Linked DNA regions of Mus musculus: region 2 is linked to region 1. The links are chromatin contacts, called in public HiChIP or PLAC-seq maps. All regions are on one chromosome and are shown on one strand. The core of a region is the stretch at or near the end of the contact, and the rest is flanking DNA. Distances in the headings are between cores, read along the strand shown. Region 1 has its middle 5.9 kb from the start of Gm32164. Region 2 overlaps Sytl2 (synaptotagmin-like 2).

Region 1 (7,776 bases), core at 1,748-4,247:
ATACTCTGATAGAACCAATAATCCGAGCGTAGGTCCTACCTGCTTAAAGAGATAGAAATGAGTTTATTTGGGTTTTGATTCCCAGACTGTCAAGTCCTGCTTTTACCATTTACTCATTTTATTATTTGATGTGAATCTCCTCATCTATACTTATTTTGTCTACTTTACAATATTTTTGAGAAGACCATGTCAAACACTAGACAGGAATGAGATAGATACCTTGTAGAACACAATGAGCTCTAAATTAAGTGAGACAGATGGTGATTTCTGTCAGACCCAAGGAACGGGCCCTGCTTATCTGGTGTGTCAGCTCTGCACATCTGTTTCTTGAGTAAACTTGTCGGTTTTGGGGGAGTTAACCCAGATGTCCAAGTATGTTACCTTGCAGAGGTCGACACCTCAGAACTTAGGTTAACAATGAACAATAAATTCTGTAACGTGGATAGCATCTATTTTCTATATAATTGTAAATAACGACACTAGATGATGTGTAATGATGTGTTAGTAACCAGCCCTCAGTCCTTGCTCTACAAGGAACAGGTAAAATGTTTAATTACGTGTAGTTAAAAATTAGCGTTAATGTCTGAGAGCTCAGAGTTGGAGTCAGCTGGATTTTAGTCCAGTTCTCCCAGATTTATGTCTACTGACAGGGAGAAAATGAACAAGTTGTTCAATGTCTCTAAACCTCATCTCTACATGTACAATATACCCAGCCCCTAGCCTCGTACAAGGATTAAGACAAAACCCACCGGTGTCTGGTGCACTGGGAACCCTCAGTACTTGTGGGTCATTGTTGAAACACTCTGGTCTGCGATTCTTCTTGGCTTTTTGATCCCTCCACACCCACTTTTTTCTAAGCATCTTCCACCCCAGTCAGAGAGGTCCTTTCAAGATGGCAAACTGGAACAGCTGGGAGGAAACTCCATCTTTCTGCATTTGCTCCAAGCGAGCCAAGCTGGGACAAGGGGGAGCTTTCTGGCATGCCCTCTGCATAGTAACTCCCACCACATTCCTATTTGTGAAGAACATCAAGTTTTTCTATCTACATGTGAACAACTACATGTCTTCAGAGAGGCACGCTAAGAATGGAATTATTCTATGTTCCCTGGCAGTGGACAAAAGGATGTGTGATTTCTAACCATAGTGGAAAGTGGATTTTTGTTTTGCCTTTGCAATGCTAGCAACACTTTGACTACATAAATTGATAAGATTCATTATTCATCGTAAAAAAGAAGGCCTTGAGCTGCTGCGATGGCTCACTGGGTAAAAGGTGCTTGCTAACAGGTTTGATGTCCTAAGTTCAATCGATCCCGAGTGATAGAGAGAACTAACTCTGCAGAGCTGTCCTCTGACCTCCACTTGTACTTTCTATTGACCACAAAAAACAGACAGACAGATGGACAGTTGTTTTTCCTCGAAGGGAAGGCCTTTCTGTAATTTTGCACAAGGAGCCAGACATCCAAGCTATAGTGTTATATTCTGTTTTGCATACATGTATCTTTGTTTTCATTTTGACTTGGAAAATGCTGGGGATTGAACCTAGACCGTATATTTTTCTTTCCTTTTCCTTCCTCCCTTCCTTCCTTCCTTCCTTCCTTCCTTCCTTCCTTCCTTCCTTCCTTCCTTCCTTCCTTTCTTTCTCTCTCTCTCTCTCTCTCTCTCTTTCTTTCTTTCTTTCTCTCTTTCTTTCTTTCTTTCTTTCTTTCTAGCATAGAATAGAGTTTATTCGGGGCATGGGGAGGGGAGTCAAGAGGGTAGTAGAAGCAGAGAAAAGCAGAGAGAGAGAGAAGGGGGAGGAAGAGGAGTAGAGAGTAGAGAAGTAGAGGCTGGCCATGAGCACGTGGAGGGAGGGGGGATGAGAGGACAGAGCAGGAGCAGGAAATTGAGCAAGAGAACAAGAGCCTGTATATTTTTTCTTAAAAACTATTTATTGAATCACTAGTGCTCTGCTCTGTGCAGAGGAATCTAATAACAAAATAAGTTGTCTCCCCTTTATAGAATTTACAAACCTCTATAGAGGACAACAGATGAGGACACAGTTAATGGATGAGACCCCACAAGCGAGGCGATGGGTTAAGAGAGTAAAAAGGCCAGAAGCTCTCTCATCACCACACTGGTCCTGAATCTTCGCAGTTAAATTGCTTTGAATGAGCCTCTTGCCCACTCTGAAGCAGCAAGCCACACACAAGCCAGACAGTGACGCGTTTACCTAGCAGATTACTGTGATGATTAACTGAGAGAATATAAAGCACCAAGTATAATGCTACGCTAATTGTACAAACCACTCGCCACTAGGGAAACCTTTAAGGGGCTGGCGAGATAGCCCAGTCAGTAAAGCACTTGCCACGCTAGCATGAGCACTTGAGTTTGGAGCCCCAGCACCCTCATAAAAAGATGGGGGTGTTGATCCACACATGTAATCTCAGCACAGAGAGAGTAGAGACAGGAAGACTCTTGGTGCTTGCTGGCCAGGCAGCCCAGCTTAGTCAGTGAATTCTCGATTCACTGAGAGACCCTGTCACAAAAATAAATTGCAGGATGATTGACTGAGGAAGACACCCAATGTTGGCCTCTGCCCTCTGCAGACCAGCATATGCATGTGCACACACACACAAACATGTACAAACATATACTCACACACAAATAAAAGTAAATTTGAAAAAGAAGTAAATATCATTAAGATCAAAACACACAGGTACACACACACAAACATAAACACAAAAACAAAACAAAAACAACCCTCCCTAAACCAAAACAAAAAAAGATCAACACATAAAGATACAGGCAATGTTAAGAAGTCTCTTCTGCATAGCGTGGGACCGGGAGGCTTACTAAAAGTGATCTTACATGTCATTCTTGCATGTTGAATGAGGAACATCTTTTCAGATAAGTCACTCTGCTTTACTGGAAAATGTAGGGTGCTTCCTGCTAAATACTTGCACACTTCTGACACAGATGGTGACATCTGTGGCCACTTCCCTCCCCCAGTCAAACACTAGGTGGTAGTTTCATGCTCTCCCCACCCAAGAGCCTGGATTGTCTGACACTGAAGAGAAACAGGAAGAATGGTGGTTTCAACCTAGAAAGGAGACTATGTAGTTTACAGTAAATAACTTCCATTTCTTGACAGACAGAGACAGAGACACAGAGAGAGACAGAGAGAGAGCTGTGCTGTGAGATGATAAGGAAGCCAAGACCCAGCTCTGGGAAAAGCTGAAAGCATCCTTGATGTTACATGCTGATTCTGTTTCCACAGCATCCTGAGCAAGATTTGAAACAATGGCTCTGGCAGACAGACAAAAGAAGGGAGCTTGGCGCTGTTCCCATAAATGCTACTGGGTCCTTTCCTCAGTGAAGTTGCTGCTCTGCAGTGGAATCTCACACTCAGCTTAAGAAAGTCAAGTGATACAGATTTGAGCCATCAATCATACTGTGGAAGCTAACTCAACTACCCAGAACTTGATTTATGGGAAAGAAAGGGTTTCCAAGACAACTTGAAACCATGGTTGATGTAATGGTTATTATGCCCCTGAAATACCAATATAGCCTTTCATCTTTTTCTGAAAGTATTATTCTCATAAGGAAATTATAACACCTAAAGGCTTCAGTGTCATTCCTATTGTTTCATTTGTCTCTGTATAATAATTATACTAGTGGGTGCCATTTTTTAATTCCTAGCTTAAGTCACAGAGACTTGACTCTAGGGCACTCCTCCACTTCTGTTCAAACTGTACAGCCCTCAGAATGTTGCTCATATTTAAGTTGTAGGCTATGTGCTCCATAAAGTTAGAGATCTCTTAATCAGGGTTGTGTTCCACCAGAAATCCAGAAGAGTGTCCAAGACACGATAGGCATCCAATCAATGCTTGGATTAACAACATTCATTATCCCTCTCAATACAATCATCCTGAAAGATCAATCTAATCAGCTCCAGTTCTGTGAATAATAAAGTTGGTCTCCTTGTTTCAAAGCTACACAAAATTATGCTGCAAAGGTAGAAAGAGTGGCTGGATAGTCACATGGGACCCAGATTTAGCATGAGAGACTCAGGGAAGTAGCCTTGGTTATGTGGAGGTTCTTTTCTTACTTCCATAGAGTTCGTGTTGCAGGGGGAGTATAGCTCTATTGTCACTTGGCTAAAGGAGGAGAGGGGGATTCAGCAGAGATGTTCAGAGATTGATGAGAGACACCAGCATCTTGGTACATCCTGTGCCCATCCAGTCCAGAAGAGAATGTCTTGTTCTGTAGAAGCCCAAAGAGCAGACTATCTGTGTGGCCTTTCCATGCCCCGTATCCTCTCTGGCTGTCATTTGGAACCGCCATTTGATATTAAAATAACGTCTTATGGATGATATCAATTATAGAGATGAGAATATGGTTGAAGTCAAGCATGTGACATAGGCCTTCAGGCCCGGCACTCAAGAGGCTTTGACTGGACCATCATGAGTTCAAGGTCAGCCTGGGATGAACTCTATCTCAAAAACAAAACAAACTAAGATAGAGATAAATTAAGGGAGATATCTAATGTTGATTTGGCCTTCATGTACACATGCATACATGTGCATGTATACCTGCACATACTTGTGAACATATATTTGAACACACACACACACACACACACACACACACACACACACACACACACACTTCCCCCAACCAAATGACCAAAGATTGTAGATTGAACTAGTTAGCAGCAATGGAAATAGAAGAGAATGCCTTCAAAACTATTTCAAAGGAGGAAGAGGAAGAAGAGGAGGAGGAGGAGGAAGAGGAACAGGACAAAGAAAGAGTAAGATAGCATGCATAGCTGGCTGGGGATGAGAAAGAGGAAAGGTACTTAGGGGTAACTCCAGATTTTTGAGGTTACCCCTACATCTGAAGCTGGGTAGAGGCAACCATCTTCAGTGAAATGGGAACCAGGCCAGAAGAGTGGCTAGGGAGGAAGCTACTGAACATCATCCGAACTCTGAAAGCTCACACACTCAGAACCCCCTGGCCTTTTGGTACATCCTACCTCTTCACACCCCTGAGCACAAACCATTGCTTAAGAGCAGTGGGTGAACTAGGTGGCTTCGAATGTGACAATGTATGCTTCCTGCTGCTAGAGTAACTCAATTCTAAATCCTGGTGTCTACATTGTTTCTTCTTAGTTGCTAAGGCGACTCAAGAAAGGCAAAGAGGGGATCAGGGACCCACAAATATAAGATTATGAAGGAAAAGAAAAGGACCAGGGAACACTTCAAGATTAGAAGCTAGTTTCCTGCCAGAGCTTCGCTTCATTTCATATAACTCGCCCACACTCTCTCCAGTTTCCAAAGACCAACTGCAGGCTCTTCTCCTGTGTCAGCCTCCAGTTCTTGGTGCTGAATAAAAAGAACTAAAAGAAGGGCGATAAGGACCAGGGGGTAGCTAGGAGCACCCAGCCGAGCAGTCAAGTGAGAGAATAACAGGCCAGGAGTCCATGAGCTATAGAACAGAGCTCCCAGCACGCCCGAGCTCTTACTCTCAGCTCAGGCTGATTGAAGCGCCGCAGGCCTGGTGTAGAGCTGACCTCTGTAGCAGCCTACTTGAGTATGGTGAGTAAATGCCATCTTATGTTGTCTTCCGGATGCTGCTGAGCAGAAAAGAGCTGTTCTTTGTACGACAAGAGCAGAGACCCAGAAGAGACAAAGGAGGGGAGAGGAAACGCAGAGTGTAAGAATTCTCTTTCCTCTTTAGGAATACATTCTATTGTTTCGGTTCATTTGTTTGTTTCTCGATACAAAAGGCAATATGGTCACAAAACAGTAGAAAAATCTGAGAAATACAGAGAATTAGAATGAGGGATTAATTATAACCCCACTAATCTGACTTGACCTTTGGTACTTTGATACTTATTGGGTATTGGGTCATGCACAATCTCAGACCTGTAACAATCCCAAAGAGTTAGGACAGTATATCTTTTCTCTTTAATTAATAAAGGAACTGACAGTTACAGGGGTTGACATTTGACTGAAAGCCCACATCTGGCTAGTGGCAGAGCCTAGGTTTGGACAAGGCTAGGTATTCTAGTTTTTGTTTTTTCAAACTCACAATGCATATCTGGTTATTTATCTTGGTGTCAAGAAGAGCCACTTCAGTAAACAACCTCAGTTTTCCAATGGGAAGTAATTCAAAGAAAAAAGAAACTAAAAAGATGTCTCAGGGGCTGGAGAGATGCTCAACGACTAAAAGCACTGGCTGCTTGCTCTTCCAGAGGTTCTGAGTTCAATTCCCAGCAACCACATGGTGGCTCACAACCATCCGTAATGGGATCTGATGCCCTCTTCTGGTGTGTCTGAAGCCAGCTACAGTGTACTCATATAGATGAAATAAATAAATCTTTTAAAAAAATGTCTGAAAAATCCCATGTTTAAATCTTGTCATATTTCTCACAATTTTGTAAACTCATCCATTGCAAAAGCGCTGTTTTAACTTTTTTTTTTCTTTCTGACAAACCGGAACAGAGAGTGACTTCCCTTCTTGTCACTCCACCAGAGGCTTTCTTTGTGACTCCCCGAGACAGGCAGCACTTGTGTCTGTCCTTAGTCTCTTCCCCCCGTTGTCTCTCTTTGAAGTAACACGCTTCCATATTTACACTATGGAAATGCTGTGACCCTCAAACCAGGCCCACAAACGACCGCTTAAAAAGCGAACCAGTGGAGCTGCAGAGATGGCTCAATATTTCAGAATACTTACTGGCTCCTCTTCCAGAGGATCTGTATTTGATTTCCAGCATCTACAAGGTGGCTCATAACCATCTGCAATGCCAGATCCAGGGATCCAGTGTCTTTTTCTGGCATCCCTGAACACATGCATGGGGTATACATACATACATACACACACACACACACACACACACACACACACACACACACACACACACACACACAAAACACCCATACACATAAAATAAAGCAAATACTAAAAATTAATGTAATTAAAAATCTTACCCCAATTCTAAGTTTCACCATCTCTCAGTCCTCTAACTACTGCCTCATTCTTAAATTTCCCATCTGATCATCACTTCATTTGAATTATGGAGAGATTCTGTACAGAACACTTGACCTTCTATAAACTGAAATTTTAATGGCTTTTATTCATAACATGAACATCGAAATATTATCAGCATGAAAATTACCTAAACATAGTGTTGTATAGCAAGTACCCGACTCCAACTACCTAGTTGTTAAAACAGAATATCTTTTACTTACTCTTTGACACTTTCAGTTTGTAAATGGTGCATCTTTATCATATGTGTCCCAGTTTCCCGCTCCCACTGCCCGCATTAAACCCATAAGGTGCCCCCTCCTCACTTTTTGTTCTCACTGACCCTTCTTTTTCGTTAGTAACTCTCTGTCCAACTGGTGTGGCCTGTTGGGATGTTGGCTGACGTCACTGACTTGATGTTGTGCATGTCATGATAGCTGCAGGGAGTTCCTGGGTACGATGGTCGAGTCATGTCCCAGAGTCAACCCTTCACAGCACTCCTCCTTCTCCTCTAGCTCTAATATTCTTTTCACCTCCCTTCTATAGTGCTTCTTGAGCCTCGGAGGCTTGACATAGATGTCCTGAACATTCAGTAGACACTTACTCTTAGCAATTGACCACTTATGAGTCCCAGTATAAACTGCTGCTCACTACAGAGACAAACTTTTCTGGCCAAGGTTGAGGGAATCACTAATCTATGGGTGTAAGATAAATATTTATAAGACAATTTGACAACATGTGGTTTAGCAAAACAACAATAGTAGGTCC
Region 2 (7,776 bases), core at 1,459-3,958, 290 kb after region 1:
GATATACGTGTATAGGTCAGAGAAAACCCTTGGGTACTGGCCCACCACTTGCATATATGTTAAGGCACAGTCTCTTGTTGTTCACCACTAAAGCCATCAGGATGGTATCTTATGAATGACTCTCCTGTCTTTATTGCCCATTTTACTATAGAAATATAGGACTTACAGATGTGTGCTTCTGTAATCAGCTTTATGCTGGTTTTGAGGATTTAGGACAGACACCCATACTTGTATGGAAAGCGGTTTTTCTCACGAAGTCATCTCTTAGCCCCTTCCCGTTCCTCATTGTGTAGCTCAATCGTGGTGTAGTCAAATTGGGGTTCTCCTTCCATCTCAGCTCCTTGTGTGCTGAGATTCCAGTTGTGAATGGCTTTCATATGTTAATTCTTTATGGCCTCTGGAATACAGCCATCCCATAGGCATGATGATGATGACGACAGTGGAGGGCTCTTGCACTGTTGTCTACAAGACCAGGCCCTGATTCAGAACCCTTGTCAGTAAGGCTAGAGACAAGGTTTATATTCTTATTAAAGCTGGTTTGCCACTTTTCATGCATCTACTGCTTTGAAGTGTTCATATTCCAAATCCACGCAAGACACTTTGGGGATGACGTAGGTCATATGTTGCCTTCCACGCTGACTAAATGGATGATAAAATGAGTATCACACAGGAGACATGCCCAGTTCCCAAACCACCTAAGCTGTTAGTGGTACAACATGGACCTGGACCCAGGAGAATGTCCTCGTAAGATCTCTGGGTTGCACATGGGAAGGCAACAGCTCCAGGCGCACATCCAGGCACACATCAGCTCCCCGAGCGCACATCTGTCTTCTGTGCTATTTTTACTTCAGTCACAAGCACTGGACTCAAGTTACTCTCACCTTGTGTCCATAACTTCTGAGTGGAGATGTTTGATAGGTGAACAGAGAAGCAGACATCAGGATAGATGTTTTTCTCTTCCACTCTGTCCCTCTGTCTGACTCTTCCACCCTTGAGGGGGAACATTACTATACACACACATGTGTAATTTTAGACTTTTATGGTTTGAAAATGACACACTGTCGAGGTGGCGTTTCCTGTGCTCTGCGTCACCCTGCCAGCAGGAAATTGCTGTACGTATCTGTCTGAACACCACCCCAGCACCACGTCCTGACCCCATATGCATACAACCACATCTACAGAGATGGGCCTTTTTTTTTTTCTTCAGTAGATTCCATCTCAACCTCCACCACATCATATGATTCTCAGATGCTTTTTTAGTATGTTGCTTCTTTTTAAGTAAAGACAGTTTTTTTTTTCATTGAAGAATTAGCTTCCAGGACTTCTGGTGGAGGTTTCCCTGAAAGCAAAGTCCTGGGGGCTGCGGCATTCAGGGAGTTCCACAGAGTGGTGTAGTCCAACCTCCTTCCAGAGATGGGAAAATAGAGTGGAAGAGAGTAAGCAGCCTGCAAGATGACAGCCTTGCTGGTCCACCAGGAAAGCCCATGTGCGTTCCCACTTTGTGCTGAATCTCTGCAGATTATGGGCATCTGTGGTCTGCCCACATCCCCAAAAATGTGTTTCTTATCATTTTAAGGGACATTTCAATTCACTTTCTTTCTAGGTCTGTTGATTTCTAGACTCTCCATCAATGCATGAGTCCCTTGGTAGAAAGAATAAAGTGTGACAATTACCTTAGAATCCAAAATCTTGTTAGGCTTTCCCAGGCAATGCAGGAGAGGTGAGAGTCAAGCTATCTTCTGGGCCTGGCCCTGTGCTACCTTGGGCAAGACTTTTAACTTCTCTGGACTTGAACCATCTCATATAGAAAATGAGGTCATTTTTAAGTCACAGAATCTTATCATCTTTCCTAAAATATATTGGGAGGGGGCGGGGCGTTGAGAGACAGAAAGAGTGAGATGAAATGTCATGCTTGTACAAGGAGACTGTGTGGAAGTTAATGGAAGCACGGAGGCCTGTACACTGGAGTGATTCACATAGCCTGTGCTGTTTGTGTGTGCACCAGGGCCTTGCAGCCAGTTATTAAGAGGAGAGGAGACCAAGGTTGCAAAGACCTCCAAAGGCTCTATCGCAAAGTACTTTTCAGCTGGCAAAAACAACTAGAGGCTTGCTCTGAAAGGATGACAGAGCAGTGGTTTTTCTGGGCTGAGTGATGTTCTCCCACCTACCTGCCCACCGGCAGGTCTCTTCTTTGTGCTAGTGTGCATGTATAGAGAGGGTGGTGAGCAGAAACAGTGTTAGTCCTAAGAAATCTACCCTTTTCCCCTCAGCTAGATGGTACAGCAGTTAGAAAATCCAGGGCTAATATGGCTCATTCAAGTATAGCTCAGAAGAAAGGAGAAATAGCAGAGCTATTAGAAGAGATGTTGGTACCATCACAGTGGGGTCATTCAAATGACTGAACTTAATTCTGATATTACATATAGGGAGTCATCTCCAGAATATTACATGTGACCAAGATAAAAGAAAAAAAACCAGAGAATATTAAAAACCTACAGCAATAATCATCTTAGAAAATGCAAAAGTGGCTCTCACTAAATTTGAAAGAATTCTTATTCTTTTACCACTTTCAAACAAAAGAGCCAGAAACCCTGTTCTTACCACAATGCTGACTAACCGCTTCTGGGGCCATGTGTCTCTGAGGGTGTGACTCACATAGCCTCGGTGCCATTTGTGCATACACTGGGGCCTTGCAGATGCTTATTAAGATGAGAGGAGACCAAGGCTGCAAAGACCTCCAAAGGCTCTATTGCAAAGTACTTTTTGGTTAGCAAAAACAATCTCATGAAGAGAAACTGGGAGTCGCTGCTATGAGGGTTTGTGGTACACCAACAGGTTACCATATGTCATGGTGTGTTTTTTCCTGTTCTGAGGAGAGATGAGTAGTCCTACCTCATCAGAAATTCTGCCACTATGGTGGCCTCTGGTCCCCTGAAACTTGGCAGTGATGGGATCTTCATTTGTATCTTTTCTTATTCAGACCACTGTGGCTGTTGATCACTTAATTGTTCAATGACTTACTCAGCAAACAGTTACTGGGTACCAACCTTGTGCCAGTCTCTGTACTTCATGACAGAACTATAAATGGTGATAAGGATATAAGCCTTATCTTTAAGGAGCTTGCATCCACAAATGACTGAGTGAAAGAGATGTATAAACAGAGCCTAGGAATACTGTGTAAATGAGGAAGGGTGGTATTGTGGGAACAAGGAAAAAGACAGTGTGTCTTTGTGGTGCTCAGGCTGAGTCTGCAGAAGCAGCAGTGGGAGGAGCAGCTGGACAAAGCCACACAAAGATGTGCAGAGGTCATCGGCCTCTTTACAAGAGCTGGGCACTGCTAAGTACGTCCAGGCTAGCATGCCAATAAATTATCTCAAAAGTCTTCAAAAGCAGGTCTTATCCTCCCCATCTTTACAAGCAAGGAGACTGAAATGTAGGATGGTTCTCTACTCTTTCCATTGTCATGTTTAGGTGGAATTCAAACTAGGCTTTGGTCCTGTTTGGGAGAGCCTCCAGAGCCTATAGTATCAGCCAGACATTTCTACCACTAATACCTACAGATAACAGAAGAGCAGTGTTGGAAACAATGAGAAGTTGAGTGTGCTGGCAACTGGGGCTTGGGAGTGCCTTCTGGGAAATAAATCCAAAAAGTGACATTCCTGCCCTCTGCCAGCATATTGTGTTTAAGACATTAAGCAAATATATATGGAATGAATGCCCTGCTTCCATGCCCAGTCTGATCATGAACAGGTAGATTTTTTTCCCCTTCTTTAATTGGACAGAACTGTGGTTCTTCTGGAAGGAGAAAAATTAAGAACTACCGCCAGCAGCCCAGCAGGGACTGTCTGCTTGATCAAGAGCCTTAAGCCATGAGCAAACTATCTGAAGCACTTGATCCTTTGGTGGCTGAGGCCTGGGAAGTAATGATGCTGTGCCTGTCAGGATTTGTAGATAGCCTTTTGTGACGGTGTGTGACTAAGGAATGTGATGAGAATGCTCGGGTCAGAACCACTTCTTCCTAGGTGATCAGGAGAGGCAATACTAGAGGAGAGTTTATGTTTGGTAGACAAAGAACCACTTCCTTGAAGCATACTTAAGAAAGAGGAGGCTAGGCCCCTCCAGCTCCTTCCCTTTCCACCTGTGCCTATGTGCAGTCCTCATCCCCAGCCCAGCCATTATGAGCCCCACTCACATTACCTGGCTAAGACAGACTTGATCATAGACAAGGAGCATCTAAGCTTGAATGAACCCGCTTGGATTTGTGCAACACATTGTCTTTCAAGAGTTCTAAGTTTCCCAAGGGCTTTTCATTGGACTTTACTGAGGGTGTCTCTAAGAGGATGAAGAGACAGACTTGGAATTCTGACTTTATTGACTAGAAGGATGTGAAGGTTAGAAGACTCATTGACTCCAACACCTTTTCCCACAACCAGCAGAAGTTAGGGATGCTTTAGGATGGCACCAGTAAGTTTGTTGCTTAGGTGTCAGTTGCTCAGTGAGCGTGGATGACTATGGAACCTTTAAAAGCAACCTCTGTACTGATGGGACTTGCCTGTGCCGCCTCTGTTCATCCTGCCTCAGCACACACAGCATCATGCCCCCTCCCCTTCCAGGCTTTCAGGATAGTCGCTTGGGAAACTCATTTCACTGAGAAGGGAAGAGCCTGGGAGCTGCTCATCACACACTAGTCCAACAGGAAACCCTATGAGATGGGGTATTTCCCCCATTATGCAGGTGAGGAAGATGGCCAGGGATGCGCTCTCCATCATTCCTCTCAAGGGTGCCCATTTGACTAGAGAAGACTGCAACCAAGATGTGATTGGGCTCTTGAGAAATGTCAGGCAGAGCAGTTAAGAGCACCTGCTGCTCTTGCAGAGAGGACTTGGGTTCAAATCCCAGCACCTGCAACTCCAGTTCTAGGGGGACCTCTTCTAGCATCTGTGGGCAATAAATATCCATTGTGCATTTACGTACATGCAAAAGAGTCATACACATAACAGTAAAATCTTTTTTTAAAAAGTGCCTGACATTTCTGATTAGTTTTTTTTTTTAGTCAAAGCAGAACATTTGTAAGTCATCTTGGAAGTTTGTGGCACATAAATTAGGAAGAGCTTCATTTTGCCTGTGTATTTACAAATCTCTTCATGTAGTATCACAGTGAGCTCATTTATTTACTGTGTGTTCTCAGACAAGTAAAGTTTTTTTCCCTTTGCAGACATCTGCCTGAAAAAATTAAGGATGACCAACAACTAAAGAATATGAGTGGCCAATGGTTTTATGAAGCTAAGGCAAAAAGACACAGGGACAAAATCCACGGTGCTGACATCATCAGAGCATCCATGAGAAGGAAGAAGCTCCCAGCGGCAGGTGAGGTCACAGCTGACATTTGTTTAGGATGGAGGGTGGGAAAGGGTGTGAGACTCTTCACTGAAATATGCGGAAGGAAATCAATCCACCTGTGCCTGGCTATGCTTTGCATAGTGTATGGCCTTCTCAGTCAAAATCCTCTTACCTTGAATTTGGATGGATGAGGGCAGGGCTAAGTAGTAGGCTGTAGAGGAAGACAACTGTTTGGGTACCACCTTTAAATGTAGTAGCCTTGGTGCTTGGGGAATTATGAGGAATGTGCATGTCTTTCTTTGGCTTTGTGTGTGTGTGTATGTGTGTGTGTGTGTGTGTGTGTGTGTGTGTGTGTGCATATGTATGTGTCTGTATGGGTCACTGTGTGTGTGCATGCACATGTGCATATGAAATCAGGTCTCATACTCAATGATCTTGAACGTGATTCTTCTTTAATCATCCAAACACATCACTTAAAGGACTATTTTATTTAGAATTCTTTTTATGTCACTACTTCATTTTGTCGCGTAACTCAAGATTAATCATTGTAAGACTCTAGATCTAGCTTATAGACAAAGAAAAATAGCATCTTTAAGGCATTTGATATATAATGAATGCTAATTATCTATTTTTAACTGTAGAAGCAATTTTGTAAGATGCGTATACTTTTTCTATAAATATTATCGGGCAACTAGGGTTAACTTGCCAGCAGTCATACTATTGCTAAATGGCAGAGCTAGGAGTGAAAATCTTTGGACTGTGTCATACTTATTTCAGATAAGTTTTTGACCTCTAAGCATGTAAAGTGTGCTGCCTCCAGCTCTCTTGGTTTTCAAGCATATTCAGCTCAGAAGAAATCTTGGGTGGTACTGGCTAGTACTGTGGTTCCATTTGCAATCAAAGATGCTAGACTGACCTATGGCAAGTTCAATAGGGGATAGATTCCACCTTGGAATTCATTTAGAAATTGGAAGCCCCAACATTGTCCCATCTTAACACTGATGAACATATTCTTGGCATGTACAATGTGGCCTTGGGCAATTTTCTTGAGCTTTTTAATATCCAATTTCCAAATTTATAAACTTGGACAATACCTTTCACCATATAGGATAATGTCCACAAAAAAAAAAAAAAAACCTCAGCACAGTTCTTGGTCATTAATCACCACTCAGCTGGTGCTAATTACAGAGATTCGGGAAGAGAGTGCTGAGTATTGAGAGGCAGGAAACCTTCCTGAAGACGTGGCACAGAGGTTTTATGGGGTGATGACACTCAAGCAGTGTGGAGTGGAGAACTTAGAATTTGGATTTGTGGACAGACCTACGGGACAGGAGAGGCACTGGGAAGGGACCTCCTAAATTAGGATCGTTTGTTCACCTTTGTACCGCAGAGTCAAGCATTGCATTTAGCTGGTGATTGGGACTGAGTTAATGCTTGATAAGGATCCCACTCTGAGCATCTCTTGCCTAAGGATATCCAATCCTGCCTCCAATTCAGGTCATATTAACCTAAAGGAGGTTAGAACTTTGCTTCATCGATCTCTAGGGTGCCTGTACCTTTAAAGGCACGCCTATCCTTTTAGGAGACTGGGAAGCAAGGATCTGAAATCAGGGAAATCTACTAATTTCTCTCACAACTATCATTTTGGTCCTGAGACCCAGTGGTCATCTTGGCAGTTGGGAGGCCTGAGGTTCAGATTTGAGCCCTTATTGATAGGAGCCACCGAGAAGGGTATAGATTATAGCATAGAGAGGTAACCTTTCTATCTTTACTGTTTCCTGTTTCAGCTGAGCAGAATAAGGACACAGCAATGAGGGCAAAGGAGAGCTGGGTGAATAATGTTAACAAAGATGCTGTCCTTCCTCCAGAGATAGCTGTTGTGGAAGAGCCAGAAGATGACACAGATCCCGCAGGCCCAAGGTATGACACAACTTGTGGGACACATCATGGCTTGATGTGTTAGGTAGGCAAATGTGGGCTTGGGGTACAAAGTCAGGACAGGACTCATAGGAGTGAGGCTGAGTGATGCTTGGGGAATTCTGGGGTCTGGTGCAGACCTAGACAAGCGTCTTTTCTAGCTTTCAGAATTTGCAATAGATCTCAACCTCGGAGTCAAAGTGTCGAATGGCTGTTTCTTCCATTATCAGGAGTGGTGGGTTTTTATTTGTTCTAAAGATTTTCTTAGGGTAGGGTAAAGGAGTCTGCGAGTGCTACAGTTCATTTCAGGGGACAGATGAGTCCTGATCACACTGTTAAATCTGGTGAGTGAAAGATGCTGAAGGACCTGAAGGACCAAAACCAGGCAGGACAGAGAGGACTGATAAGGACTGATCAGAACTGGTTCAGATCCGTGGGCATGTAGTATATAGCAAATACCCCTGTAAAATGCATTCTCCTCTGTATTCCATTATTGACTTCTGGATGCTTTTATTCAAA

What was found. HiChIP or PLAC-seq counts read pairs in DNA pulled down with a chosen protein or histone mark.
Region 2: a contact with region 1 is called in a BATF HiChIP or PLAC-seq map of CD8 T cells, with 7 read pairs. The contact joins two enhancer-like sites. A contact is called at or near these places in 3 of 484 Hi-C or Micro-C datasets (CD8 T cells, Th2 cells and natural killer cells) and 3 of 115 datasets of contacts at active chromatin or transcription factors (CD8 T cells, effector CD8 T cells and memory CD8 T cells).

What each region holds. Positions count from the first base shown.
Region 1 is chr7:90,065,159-90,072,934 of GRCm38.p6, forward strand. No RefSeq gene overlaps it. Among named protein-coding and RNA genes, the nearest start is that of Gm32164, 5.9 kb to the left of the region's middle. Within about 2 kb of position 2,998, at least 57 of the 459 cell types and tissues checked have an H3K27ac peak or open chromatin away from gene starts, as enhancers often do. A contact at or near this core is called in CD8 T cells, Th2 cells and memory CD8 T cells, where this site is marked.
Region 2 is chr7:90,352,918-90,360,693 of GRCm38.p6, forward strand. Sytl2 (synaptotagmin-like 2) reads left to right here. Exons shown (of 20, transcript NM_001368878.1): 3 at 5,216-5,367; 4 at 7,128-7,260. Among named protein-coding and RNA genes, the nearest start is that of Sytl2, 54 kb to the left of the region's middle. Within about 2 kb of position 2,709, at least 72 of the 459 cell types and tissues checked have an H3K27ac peak or open chromatin away from gene starts, as enhancers often do. A contact at or near this core is called in CD8 T cells, Th2 cells and memory CD8 T cells, where this site is marked.